3 separate regions of the Mus musculus genome follow, and all the other regions are linked to region 2. Evidence: chromatin contacts called from public Hi-C and promoter capture Hi-C data. All regions are on one chromosome and are shown on one strand. Each heading gives the region's core, a stretch centred on a gene start, on an enhancer-like site or on the middle of the called end of the contact. The rest is flanking DNA. Distances are from core to core; before and after follow the strand shown.

Region 1 (4,599 bases), core at 83-2,582, 760 kb after region 2:
ATTAATTAGGTATCCTGGTATCAATCATTTAGGGCACTGAGTGTCAATAAAAATTTTAAAATACCACTCTTGTCCTATGTGAAATTATTTAACAAAACATCAACGGGATATAGCTGAAAAGAAGAAAAGTAAAATGCATGTTGTCGTAGAGTAAATGGCATAGGTTTATGTTTTCAAAAGATAACTCTTCATGAGGCGAAACAATTCCACCAAGTAAATATGTATGCACTTGGTACTCCATATCTGGAGAAAATAGGCCCATACCTCTTCCTTAGTATACAATCTGGTTTGTGTCTGTGAATGAACCTGTGAGCCTGCAAACTTGGAGTCACGTTCCATTTTATACACGGGAATACTGCAGAATTATAGTTGTGACTTCTAAAACCGATAAGCATTTTTTTCTATACAGAATTTTGTAAATTTAAAATATTTAGCTGAATTGGGAGTTTCTTTGATGTTATTGTTGTGCCATTGTGTAGTCTGTATCATCTACTTAGTGAAGTAGAATACATTGGAAGTGGTTGAGTTTGTATTTTTTTTCCTTTTGAGAAGTTACAGAGCAATCCTATAACACACTTTATGGGAGGTTTTGAGAGAGCAAAATTGAATACCAGGAATAATTTGGTTACTTTGCTTCATACTTATACCGTGAGGAGTCTTCAAATTATTAAAAAACAAAATAAAACAAAACAAAAAACCCAACAAAACTAAGATTTTAGATTCTATTCGTGTATAATACACTGTGATTCTTTTTATGTACAAATTGAAAAAAGACTAGTTAAAACAAAAATCTTTTTTTCCCCTCTTTTCGTTAAATTTGCATGTTACAGCACAACTTCAGATTGTGGCTTACTCTGGTTAATCAGCTCTACCTTAGTTCCTTAGAACCGTATTTTAAATAAAGTGTTTTACTCATTGTTGCTGTCCAGTGCAGGAAAAAGCCAGATCAGTGTCATTTGTATGATCAACACTGCTACTGCCCAACTCTAGTCCCCCGTACTGTTGGATCTGCCTATTCCTCCACTAGTCATTGTTGGCTAGTAACAGCCCCATAGCTGTCCCTTTCCTCTCTGTATTGTACCAGATGATGTGAACTGATAAGCAGAGACATGCCTTCTTCCCCAGAGGCACCCTGTAACAAGGAGGTCCTGCCAGGAGGAGAGCAAGGCTGAGCCCCTGTTTCAGGGACCACATGACTGGTAGCTTGCATAGCTGAGGATTCTCTGAATTACAAAAGTGAAAGCAAACCTCTGCACCCATGCACCTCCTAATTTATCCCTGGTTTCTGTCACTTGCTCTTGTGAACAACACTCTTTAGTACTACACTCCCAGGAACACATTGCTCAGGCTCTGTTTACAATGAATCTGTCTGAAGCAAGGCAGTCTGAAGGCAAAATCCGTGTCAGTTGGCACTGAAATTACTTTCTTATTTATTTTCAAAATAGTCTTGGTATATATCATCCAGGCTAGGCTCAAGTTCATGATCACTCAGCATCAGCTTCCTATGTAGCCAGGCGCAGAGATAACCACTACCTACTTTTTCTTAAATATAGGGTTTAAGATACTCAGATGAATTCACACAGGCATTTATTGTGATAAATTTTTAATGGGCTCAGATTATAGGTTTACTTTCTAGTTCTAGTCTACATTTAAAACCAATGTCTTGGCCAATGTAGTATAAGAATAAAATTTTCTGAGAAAATATTGTTTCAGAGAACATACAAGCTTCCCTTTAAAATAAAGTATATTCATTCTTCACCAGAGAGGATGGAGATCTTGTTTCCTGAGCCCGATCACCAACTCCCCATAGGACACTTGCTTTAGTAGATAGCATGAACAAGGAGTGTGGTGCAAACCCAAACTGTTTTAAGCATGCTGGTTTGTCTCAGTGTTTTTCTCTGCTTAAATAATATTGACGGTTGTTCTTCTCTAAGAGGAAATAAGTATGTGCTTGAGCCTCACAGACAACCATTCATCATTCACGCAAAAGACAGAATGTCTGTGCCAGCACACAGAATCCAACGGCAGCTACAGTAGCAGAAAATCAATCGACTGTATTAGAAAACACAGAGGCTAATCAGAGCCTGATCTGCAGGCATGATGCACTCTAAGAGAAGTATTGCTTTAGGACATAACTCAATTCTCTGAGCACCACAGACTGCAGCTTAATTCAAGCATTTAGGGGGGAAATGGGGATCTTTAAAATATACATTTTGCTCTTTATTGCCTCCCAGAGAAGCTTCAGTGCAGTACTGTAATGAATAATGATAACATACATTCTTAAAAACTGATGTTAGCTTGGTCATTATGCCCAAATGGAATGAGCGCCCCTGCTGTGTGAAGCAATGTGATGTCATTAGTAAGCAGTCTTTCTGCTAAAAGGGGGACGCATATTGTTACTTGTTAAACACACTGTTAATATCCGTGAAGGTAAATGACAATCAGTTCTGTACCTTCTTTGGCCACCATATTTAAGTCAAAAATCTGTTCTTCACCATCATTGGCAGTCAATTGAGCAAGAATATTTAGTTGCCCTGAACTCTAACTGAATACATAAGTAAGTCAAATTTTATTGTGTGAAGTATTTGAAGTAAGTTGGAATGACCATGTCTAATCCAAATGCATTTAGAGTAAGTTTCTCAAAATTGGGGTTATAGTAGCACTTATATCTTGCAATGGTCTAGTGTCTACTCCTGGCATCTTTGGGAGATTACAGGAGATTAAAGTTTAAAAACTTTCTCTAAAAATAGTACATATTCCAAAGTATTTTGACAATTTCAAAATTAACAATTTAGACAAAACTGTAGCAGCAATATAAGTATCCTATAAGAGCATAGCCAGTTTTTGTTCAATTTGTTAATGTTACTCTCACATTTAGGTCATCAGCAAAAAAAAAAAAAAAAAAAAAAAAAAGAAAAGAAAAGAAAAAATCTGTTTAAGAACAGACTAGTTGTTTTGAGAAATTTGTCATAACTCCACATGATTTCTAATTTCACATAACGAATTCATGTTTTGGTATTAAAGAAAAATGTGTGTTCTTAATGTTCCTCTGGTTTTATCTCAGTAAGGTTAATAACTTGAATTTAGATATTGCATAAACAATACACTTATTGTAATAGATGAGTTGTCAAGGTCAATTTGCTTCTCATAATCCCAGGAAAATGAAAGTAACATCATGAAAAATGAAGTCCTGCTTGGAAACAAAAGCTAATTAAGTTTTTTTTTTTAATGCCCCAGAGAGAGAAATGTACAGAGAGTAGTCACAGTTGGTTTAAGATTGGCAACTCTGCTGGATCTAACAGCACATTGAGCCAGTCCCACGCAGACACAACCTAGCATCTGGGATGATAATTATGAGACTTAGAATTCTTCTTGGAAATTTTCCATGTATTAGAGCGCTCGCAAGAAGCTTGCCTTCTGCAGTTACAATAGTTACACACCTCACTAAATGCTTTATCAATATTTATTTATCACCTTAGAGCTTTTAGAATAAAAAAAGAAGTACTGGGGCCCTAAAAGAATTATATGTTTAAACATATAAATATTTTGTTTTGCTTTGAAAGAACAAATGTTATGATTTATAGTGCAAACATATGTATACACTCTGTAAATAAATGTCAATAATTTATGTGAATATTTTAAATTATTTTTTCAGACAGGCTTATATGTAATAACCTATTCATTTAGAAACTATATTTGATAAGACATTTTTAATAGAACAGGGATCCACAGAACAGACTGTTGAATGTATCAGACTCCATTCGACAGTTGCAAACTGATGACAATGAAGATATATCTGGTTAAACTTAAGGTTTTACAAAATAAAATCAAAAGACATGAGCATGTGAGAGGGGCCTGAATGAACATAGGATACATGAGAGTTAGGGATACAGATAAGAAAAGGTGGCACTAAGTTATCTAATTTATTTCATACAGGTATGAAATTGACAAAGAAGTCATCACTATAAGTCACAAAAGAATAAGTTGTGTCAATCAATGCTTTTCCAATGAATTTTCTAGAGAATTATTTCATATATATATATATAGTCCCATAACAAGAAATCATGTTGAAAAATGCTACTTATTATGAATGGTTCACATGAGTCAAAACTGCTTCCTATTACAAAGGCCATGAAGACAAAAATAATTCTGTAATTGATAAAGTCTAGAACAGTAATTTATTGTCAGACAAGCTACTTCTCATCCAAGTGTATACCCAAGAGGATTGCTGCATTGTCCTTTGAAAGTAGCTTATTGGATTTTATGATTTGTAGTCTACTAACAATTCTTATACTTTTATTATATTTAGGCATTTATTCTCTTTTATGTGTATGAAGGTTTCATATATATATGTGTGTGTGTGTGTGTGTGTGTGTGTGTGTGTGTGTGTGTGTGTGTGTGTGTATTGCACCACAGCACCACATGTGTGCCTAGTGAACTCATTGTCACATATTGTTTTGAATCACTCTGTTGGGACTAGGAACCGAACTCTGATCCTCTGCAAGAGCAACTGGTGTGCTTACTGCTGAGCTTTCTCTCAGGATCTCTCATACCTTTTGTGATTGACTTTTCATCAACTTGGATTATTTGGTTTGAAGA
Region 2 (5,033 bases), core at 2,049-4,548:
AACATGCATAAAGCTATGAAAGTACTTTCCTCTCCTGTGGAAAGAAATGTGTTACTTGTCTTAAAAACACTAAATTTATGCAATAAGGGAATTATCTCTGAATAGATATTAATAATTTTCTGGTCTAAACTTGGAGGTGTTAGCACACATAATATTAGTGGTGGCAGATAAGAGAGACATTGTGACGTAAAAGGAGGCAAAAATTCACTCACACACACACACACACACACACACACACACACACACCCCTTGCCTTTCCTAGTAAAAATCTTTCATTCTTGGAAGTCAGGAGCCCTGAGAATTCCCTGGAGAAAAGGTTTCCCAGCAATACTCAATGAACCAATTAGAGCAGGGGTAGAGAGGGGGAAAGTTGTTGCCTACAGCTCAGAGAATTTCCCAAGGACCTGTTTAACATGACTGCTGTCTGTCTTTAATCCACAGTTGCAAAACTCCCTCACTCATAAATAATACTCGCTCTGTGCTTCTACAACCATGTTGTGGTTGGTTTTTCTCCTCCCCTGGGCTGATTTCAACTCGAGATCTACTTTTTTTTTTCGAAAGCTTCTCATTTTCTCAGCACTGCTCCAACAGGTTCGAAACCTTCATCACATTGTAAAGTACTTCATGAATGTCTTGCATTCTAGTTGCATATGTACTTCCATTCATGAAAAGTACTGTCCACTGGAGTCATTAATGCAGCAGAACAAGCAAATGGTACCTTTGGGGTATGTGTGGAAGCTCGAGTGTAAATTGGACAGAAAGGAGATACTGAAGGGAATGGGAGCCTGCCCACCAGACTGTCCTACAGTGACTGGCTGAGAATAGAGTGTTAACAGCAGGTCAGTAGTAAACAGGCCTGGCTAATGAGTAGCAGCCACAGGGACAGTAGCTGATAGCAGATTTCTGTGCTCTACACTCCCTTTGATGTCTCACAGATAACACAGGAAGAGCTGGTGCTCTGGAACATGGAGGATAACAAAGATAAAAGTGAGAGTCCTGCATCTCAGACCATGTGATTTGAAGGGGGGGGGAGTTATTCTCCCTGATCGAGAGCAAATGGAGAAAATCCACACCAGAATGGCGTACACCCCCTAAACCTTCTTTTCTTCCCCTGCTGAAGATCAGAATTAATCCTCAACCTTTGCCTTGTCTGGTGTAGACCAAGAGAAAGTGCAGGAGGCAGAACGTATCCCCAGCTCCTTCCCGCTTAGTCTCTGCTCCCTTCTTTCAATATTAATCCACTTACAGTCCCCTGTTTGATTATCTTCATCGATCCTTCTCCTACCCAGTCTTTTTAATTTGGCTGTTGTAAGCTCTCCACAGGGATCCTGCCTCCTTTTTGCATCTTTGGGGACTTTTAACTTTTCCTTTTCCCAAACCCTTCCCCTCACCCCCCAGTGGCTTAGTCCTTTGTGCACAGAAAAATGACACCGAATTCCAGCAGGACTCATACAGCTGATTCCAGAACCCTTAGGCTTCCTAAGATCGTTGTCCACGTTGGCTTCCTAAGATCCTCCTGGAAGCATTTCTGGCTAGAGTCCTGAAAACTTCTCACCACTTTCAAGAACTCTAGGCTTTCTAGCACGGATTCCCTTGAACATGGTCAGAGGTGCTCTGGATGTGTGCATAAGCAAACCAGAGCTGACCCACAAGGGTAGGAAGCGTCTGTCCAGAAAGGAAGGCAGGATTTATGAGCATGGCCACTTAGCAGTGTAGCAGGAGCAATTTACTCCCTAAGTAGCTATCTCAGATTCACACTGCCTTGCTCATCGCATACCTCCTCATGAGGACCAGGCTTGCCTGGCCTCTGGGCTTTCTTTCAGCACCCACCTCCCTGCATCAGTGCCTGTAGATTTTAGGAAATGCAGGCTGCAGTTGGAATAAACCAGTCTGTGAGCATCATGGAAGGAGGGTTGCTGCTCCTCCCCCCAAACTCTCCAAATTCACAAAGAAGTGTGTGTGTGTGTGTGTGTGTGTGTGTGTGTGTGTAGAAAAGGGAAGGTCTCTGAGCTGGTTCTGAATTGTTGCCTCTCTCTCCAGGCAAAGCTGTGTTGCCTTCTGGCTATAGACAATAAATAAATAAATAAATAAATAAATAAATAAATAAATAAATCTTTAAAATGGCAAAGAAGGATCTGGGTGGGAACTGGTTTGAATAAGTCTGGGAGCTGCACCTCCCTCTAAAACTCAATGAACAAGAAAGAAGCCTCCAAGATGAACCTCAGTCTAGGTGTCTTCCCTCTACCCGTACAAGACATTCCCAACTCTGGACCACTGTCCTCCTACTCCGGCTTTGCTCAGAGTGCCACACACTTCGAGGCTTACACGCATTAAAATGTCAGTTATAAACTGGTTAGCAGCGTCCTTTCCCCCAGAGAGTTGCAGATTTGGTTCGAACAGCTAGAGTCACCCACTAGAGCTGTGGTTTTGAAGTTTTTCAAGGATCGCCTGTCCGGAGCGGGACACGAAGAGGTTGTGAGTGGAGAAGCAGGCACACCCGGAGCCTGTCCTTTCTGGGCGAATTGAGCATCTCCATAGCGCCCCATCAGCAGTCTAGGGGCACCAGCGCCTATGGGTCCTTGGCGGTAATGGACATATTTCCTTAGCGGAGGTGGAAGAAAACCCTGCAAGCGCAGCCATCGCGCACAGCGAGAAGCCTCGGCACACTACACATATTGGGGCACATACCACAACGCCACTATCAGTGCCTCTGGAAACCCCCGGCTACACAATATTCAAAACCGTGCGTCTGTGGGTCTGAAAGTGCAAAAGACACTCCAGGATCCCACAGGCACCGAGACAGCAGCTACACTTAACACACCCCGGGTCCATCCTTACCCAGATCCAGAGCTAAGACTGAAAATCTGGTTTCTTAACTAGTTGGGAAAGTGGGATTTAAAGTGGTTTCCATTGGGGGCAACTAGGCAGGTGAGGAATCAAGGAGCGCCGGGGACAAATAGAGGTAGAAGAGAGGGAAGACAGAAGCAAAGGGAGGTGACTGCCGCGCCCTGAAGACCCTCTTACCTTGAGCGGCGGAGCCGGTGCCACTGGCGCTTAGCAGGGCCAGGGCAGGTAACACAAGCATCTGCAGCAAGTATCCTAGTCCCAGTCCGCAGCGGGCCGCTGTCGCCCTCAGACCTTTCCTCATCGTCGGCAGAGGTGTACGGGGAAGGGAAACGCCACCAGGAGACGCGCAAACAGCCGAAAGCCCAGCCAGGCAGGAGGCTGGATCCGGCCACCGCCAGGCAGTCCTGAGAAATAACAGCAGCCTGAGCGCCACACTCCACTTTCTCCAAGGGCAGGGGCCAAAGGGGGTGGAGAGGAGCCTCCGAGGAGGAGTTTGAAGGTCCCTCGTCCACTGCGCCTAGCCACTGACGTCTCCCGGCTGCTAATGCTCTGCCCCCACTCGGGAAGTGCTGGGAGGTGTAGCGCGGCCACCACCACAGCTCCCGCAGCTCCGCCGCCAGCCGAGCGGGCGCTGCTCTCGGGTCCCCGCGCCCGCTCGGATCGCACAGGCGCCGGGGATGGGGAGGTGGCAAGAGCGGGAGGAGTGGCGAGCCAGCGAGGCGCTCCCCGCTCTGATCCTTGCGCTTCTGTGCCGGAGAGACTCCCGGGCTGCCGCCCGCCCGCCGACGGTCCAGCGACTGTCGCCTCCAGGAGTGGGGCGAGCGGGGGTCCTGGGTGGCGCTCGCAGAGGAGGCGTGGAGGGCGCGGCCCCACTCCGCGCGGGGGGAAGCGGCGGCGGGAGCGCGCTCGCCCGCCTTATGTAAGCGAGGATGGAGCGAAATCCACGCCTCGCGCGGAAGGTGGAGTCCACTGGGTTCACTTGCTCACTTGCTCACTCGCTCCGGCGCTGACAAGGGACACCTGGGGGCAGAGGCAACTGCGGCCAGGGGCAGCACAGTCTCCCCGCCTGGCGCCAGACTCCTGCTCCGCAAGCGCTGCGGGCACGCCTCAGGCCACTTGGCGGTGTCCAGCGGAGCTCAGCCCACCGCCTGGCAGTGTCCCTGAGCCGGCCAAGCCTAAGCCAGATGCCCCAGGACTGCTCTCGCTCTAGGATTTAGGGAGTTGCGCTTGATTGAGCCGGAGGCGGGCTGGAACTTGTTCGCATAGATGGGAAAGAAGGCAAGAAGCATTTGTAGTGGCTCAGCCCACTATCTTTGGGTTGTCAGCGCCAGTCAGGCTGTTTTATGCTCTGCGAGCCGGTGACCTATTTGTGGTGGAACAAAAACTGGAAATCAATGGAAACTCCCTCGGTACTGATTTTTTTTTTTTTTTTTTTTTGCTTGTTCATCTTGGTGGCTGCTGAGATTGAACATTTAAAGAGTGCCGCGGCAAAACCAAGAGAACCCCCCCCCCCCCAAAAAAAAAAAAAAAAGAACAAAATTTGCAGATGCTCAACTTGATGTTGGAACCTATAACTTAGTCTCCAAATTCTTAAGAGCGAGGAGAGAGGACTAAATCTGCTTCAGTACAGAAAGACATTTTGGGGAGTAGTTAGGTTGTGAATTCGTGATAAAAGGATGAAGGAGGAGTGTGAGGAGGAGTGGGTAAAACAAGCCCAGCCTAGACAAAAGGAAGGCGAATGTCTGAACACACCAGCTAAGCTCCACAAGATAGTGTGAAAAATCCCCGATGTTTGTGCATTTAAAATGAATAATTTTATCACGTAAAGGTTCAGTTTCAAGTGCAAAAGGAGCCATATGTAAATACACAGAAGAGTTTAGAAAGTGTGGGGCGGGTGGAGAAAATGGCTGATTTCAAGTCTAATTTGAGCTGTGGTCAGAACTGTCCGGGTGAGCAGGTCAGGTAACTTTTGCATGTCATGATTCTTTTTTTTTTTTTTTACCTCTCTTCGAAATATTCTAATTCTAATGCCTTGTGATTCTGCCTGCCAAGCACCATTGAAACCTCTACCCGTTATGTATGCCTTGGATGGATTTCATAGACTTGGGAAGGTCACTCTTGGGAGAGACATTGACAGAATTAGCTTCTTTTTATTTCCATGGAGACTTTGCCTGCCACTTTAAAAT
Region 3 (4,537 bases), core at 1,586-4,085, 510 kb after region 2:
GCATGTGGAACTATCCATTGAACAAGTGACTCAGTGATTGGTATGTCACTGTTAATTGCAGAAACGCTCCTCTGTACATGCAAGCATTGCTAACAGGAACTTTTTTGTACCTATCTAGGTTCAAAAAGTAACATTTAGCCAATCTTGTTTTTAATATACTCACAGATTTAGTCCTGTTTCTTGGTCATTCCTAAACACATTTCATATAATTTTATGTAACATATATATAATCAAAATAATTCAGTTGAAAAGGCTCTCTGTTAAAAAGACAAACAATAAAACTAGGAAACAACAAGCCATACGTCGAAGTGTGCATATGTTACTCACGTAGGCCTCTCAGAGATGATACAGCATTGTGAAAACATCAGTATGATGAACCTGCTATGCCTTTTAGATGAGTTGAGATAAAGATCAATTGACAACTGCATAATTATGTTCTTAATAGCGTATCTTTTTTTGTGGAGCTTGTGAAATTTTTGATTCTGATACAAGGCTTGAATTTTGGATCGTCTTATTCTTCAAGGTTTCCCGAAGAATCCTTAATGGGATTATTCAGGTGTATTTAAAGTCAGAGGATAAAAAATGACCTAATTTCAAATCCCCGCTTTGCAACTTTAAGCCTCAAATTGCATGTTGTGCCCCAGAAACTCAAAACTCTGAGTTTGATGTTTTGCCATGTTGAATGCTTTGAACTAAGTAAAACCAAGGTCTCTCTGACCTCTGGCACCATTCTTTCCATTTTCCTCACACCCTTCCCCAGATGAACTGCTGGGAAGGATTTTCCTATGGCACTGCTCCTACCAGTACTTTTAGAAGATTAATTCATAGGAAGAATGAATACAGTGTTGGCAGCGCAAAAGTCAGAGGAGCTGTATCTGTGACTAGTGCATATCATAGAACCTAATCAGAACTCCCCAAAATCACTTACTCTGCTTATGAAGTTCAAAGTTAGCTACAGACCTACCTGAATCTCTTTGAATTCTTGATTTTTGGTTTCTTTCATATGTTTACATATTATTAAATTTGGATGCCTGTTTCCTGACAATCTCTCCACTGTCAGATTGCTTTATAAACTCAAATTAACAAATATTCAGGGTGCAGAAAAAGGAATTTAATTTTCCTCTAGATGGGCAAACCAACGGTAATAATTGTATCAATTAATAAGTTGGAGAAAAGTAAAGGGAAATTCAAATTATGAAAATTATTAACTACAAGAGTGCTTGTTGACTATCAGGTTGTGCCCTTTAACTTCAGTGCATTGTGCTCTCTGAATTGCAGTGCTTCCTCCTGATCTACACTTGGGATGAAGCCCATGCATGCTGTCAATTATAGCAAAAGAAAGAATAGCATGCATGGATATCGTTCAAGATACTTACTTTGGTTTAGGTTTTGTTTGTGCAAGAATTGAAGTAGAACAGAAGTAAATTGAAGCCAAAGATTTATTCAAGACATTACTTGGTTTTCTGAGGGGAGAATGAGGAAATTTCTGCAGACACAGTATGTTGTAGAAATACACTTGGAGTCTTATGCCAAGAGGAATTGTTATGGGAAGAAAGCCGAAAATGTTGGCCTGGGTTCTACAGTGAAGATTCATTTGCTTTATTTATGTACAGAACTTGATGAGCATTTATTTCCAAGAGCAAGCATTCTCACAGTCATGTATTTTTTTTTTCAATAGCATAAATGAAAAACTTGGCCATGTTCAAGTGACAACTGACAGTTTGCAGGATTGAATATTTGCATATGTAAGAATTATTTTCAACTTTCTTTGCAAAACATTAGAACCCCCTTGCAGTTTTACTGGAAAAACAAAAGCTTTACAGGTACATGAAAATACTGTACTTTCTAATACCATCCTGTGACTTTAATGATCAAAACTTTACAATATTTACATCAGTGATAGTGGAATAAAAACCACAATAGTACTTCGTTCCTGTAAGAATCATGAAGAAATAAGAGCACTGGGAAAAGAAAAAATCAAAAGCCCTGGAAGAACATTAGCAATGGAGGATGTATATTTGGATATCACTGCAGAGACAGATGGCCACTGTGCAAGGCATCTCTGAAGGCTTTGGAATGCTTTGCCTACCCTGTGCACCAGGCTACATCACCTGGAGTCCTGTGACTTTAGAGAAGAATGTGCTTCATATAATCTTCAGCAGGAGGCAGAGGAGTAATTATCAGGATAGAGGAGATCATATAAAATAGAGAGGGGATGAGGCTGTAAGAACAAGAGAAAGAAGTGTTTGAGTATTGAAAAGGACAACAGAGAAAGTATTATGAAAAGAGACTTCGGCTACTAGTTGGCCATGGAATTTTGCGTATATTATCACATCATTGTCTTATCTATGTTTCCCAAAATGAGGCACTCACTAGCTGCCTCCCAGTGGTTTGCAATAAAGGAGACAGTTGGTATTATGCTGCCTATCTAACAGGTGCCCAAACTATAACAGCTTTATCATAGACATATTCCAAAGTACAATATTCTTTCTACACTTCAAAACAAGAAATTTAGAATTAAAAAAAAACTTGTCTCATTAGTTAATACTTATAATTATTTATAATCCATGCTTTTAAAAATTTTTTGTGGCTTTGACAGTTAAAAAATGTTCATGATTTTGAATTCTTAGTTTTGGCAAAATTTAAGCACAGTCCTTGGACAAAATTTCTTAAGTATAGAATGTCTCTTTTACAAACATGTAGTTATTGGCATAAAATAGGTTTACCCCTTCAGGTTGTGGCTGTATCTCTACATACCATGATCTGTACATAGCTGTCACCATTTTCTACTTATGCAATCCTGAAATAATGATGAGGGGAATATTCTCCTCCTCAGGCAGTCCACATTTAGATATCATAATTGGAGAGTTCTGTTGCTATGGTGAGTATCACTCTGGTAGCACTTTTATTTTATAAGATCACATAGCCTCTCATCAGTATCATGAAAATTTGTCAGAACCAGCCAGCACATTGGTGATCAAGCATTGAAAAAAACACCCATTATAAATGTCTGTCTGCTGCCCTGTCAGTCTCTGAATTCAGCACAGTTTCTCCAAAAGGAAAGAGCAGGTTTCAATACTGGTGCTCCTCCTGTAAAAAGCCTTGGGTATTTGGTTTTCTTGACTTCCTTCTGTGCTTTGGATGTTTTTTTGAGCAAATCTTGAAGAGCTCAAAGAGGAACACTTTTGAAGCCAGCTTAGTTTTAATAGTTTTGTTTCTTCAAGTGGCTAAGCCATTCCAATCTGCTCTTATAAGTTCCTTGGCAAGGCTTTAGTTTACTGTGTGACTCTTGGACACCAATGATGCCTACAAACAGGGCTTTGCTGCTGGTGTGGGTTGTTTCACCTGGCAGTCTTGTCCATGAAACGAAGAAGAGATGCTACAGTGTGTGAGTTGCCTGCTCAGCCTGTACTTATCTGGACATAGTTTTAGAAAAGACAGTTACTCATATCCAGACTGTGTGAGATGAAGTGGGCTGTGTTTACGAGTGCATAGGAAATCAGGAAGTGCAATCTTAATTACCTTCAGATTCCTATCCAGTTTCATCTTAGGCTGGAAGAAATGCTCTGCTATGCTTGTCTGTTTATTAGGATATTCATGCTGAGGCATACACACACACACACACACACACACACACACACACACACATATATATATATATATATATATATATGGCATATTTGTGTATGTGTACATATGTATGTATATATTGAAGATCAAAAAAGAACTCTCCTGGCAATTGCCAAGCAGAATATCTGAGGATCTTGAAAGGTTATACAATAAAAGCTGGGAAGGTGTTCTAATTGGTGCCATGATGACTCATGAAATCCTTTTCTTTCTTGTTGCAGCTAATGCTGGTTTTATGTAAGAACCTCAACTGGAACTAACTAGTACATCTTTAGGGTAATGTTAGTGCCTAGGCAATAGTAATTTTCAATTAGAATTGCACAGTGTAGCAATGAATTGGAAGTCGGATATAAGGATGTTATAGTACGCACTTTGGGGTTTTGCAAATCAGCCCACATCCCACATATTTATCAAAATCAACAAGTTTCTGGTTTGTTGTCAGCTTCCTGCCACGAAGCTTATCTGTTCTTCGTTCTTCTCTGTGGAGAAGAGACAAAATTCTCTCCCAGCCTGAGGTTTGGCTCTCCTCAGGCTGTAGTTAGGTCTGCATGGCTAAAGATAAGAGAAGAAAGCACTTCAAACAGCTAGGAATTAATCAGCCGGTCTGGCTCCAAGCTCAGTGTTATAACTGAGCAATTCCATCTCAGAAGCTGCACTTACATTAGCTGAAATTAAACAAGACAGCCTCATTTAATTCTTGTGTGTAAAAGACTCTTGAAGCACAATTGAAACCAGTTTCTTTGTGATGTCATGGAGCAAAGGGGCTAATTGAGCTCAGTGGCAAAGGAAGGGCCTCTGGGTTCCTATCAAGGAGCAATGAGGCTGGCCTTTGAAGCCAGCCGCTAGCTCTTACTTATAACTTCAGAATTTTGCAGTTTTTATCTTCCATTATCATTTAACCAGAATGTTC

The links. Promoter capture Hi-C pulls out the DNA fragments that hold promoters and counts their contacts. Hi-C and Micro-C count contacts between places; a contact is called where the count stands out from the background.
Region 1: a Hi-C map of cerebellum shows a contact between it and region 2, with 2.6 times the contacts expected there. The contact joins the enhancer-like site here to the promoter of Unc5c in region 2. A contact is called at or near these places in 5 of 39 promoter capture datasets (3T3-L1-derived adipocytes, the HPC-7 cell line, cranial neural crest and 2 more), 4 of 484 Hi-C or Micro-C datasets (cerebellar granule neurons, cerebellum and cerebral cortex) and 3 of 115 datasets of contacts at active chromatin or transcription factors (astrocytes, embryonic forebrain and embryonic hindbrain).
Region 3: a promoter capture Hi-C map of hippocampal neurons shows a contact between it and region 2, with 4 times the contacts expected there. The contact joins the promoter of 4930590L14Rik here to the promoter of Unc5c in region 2. A contact is called at or near these places in 4 of 39 promoter capture datasets (embryonic stem cells, frontonasal cranial neural crest, hippocampal neurons and 1 more), 3 of 484 Hi-C or Micro-C datasets (cerebellar granule neurons, cerebral cortex and forebrain) and 2 of 115 datasets of contacts at active chromatin or transcription factors (astrocytes and embryonic forebrain).

What each region holds. Positions count from the first base shown.
Region 1 is chr3:140,704,419-140,709,017 of GRCm38.p6, reverse strand. No RefSeq gene overlaps it. Among named protein-coding and RNA genes, the nearest start is that of Gm32754, 210 kb to the left of the region's middle. Within about 2 kb of position 1,332, at least 4 of the 459 cell types and tissues checked have an H3K27ac peak or open chromatin away from gene starts, as enhancers often do. A contact at or near this core is called in cerebellar granule neurons and cerebellum, where this site is marked.
Region 2 is chr3:141,463,829-141,468,861 of GRCm38.p6, reverse strand. It overlaps Unc5c (unc-5 netrin receptor C), which reads right to left and starts at 3,298. Exons shown (of 16, transcript NM_009472.4): 1 at 3,025-3,298. The coding sequence starts at 3,148.
Region 3 is chr3:140,950,133-140,954,669 of GRCm38.p6, reverse strand. It overlaps 4930590L14Rik (a long non-coding RNA gene), which reads right to left and starts at 2,835. Exons shown (of 2, transcript XR_376129.1): 1 at 2,758-2,835; 2 at 1,994-2,221. All of the region lies in intron 1 of Gm32875 (predicted gene, 32875), which reads left to right.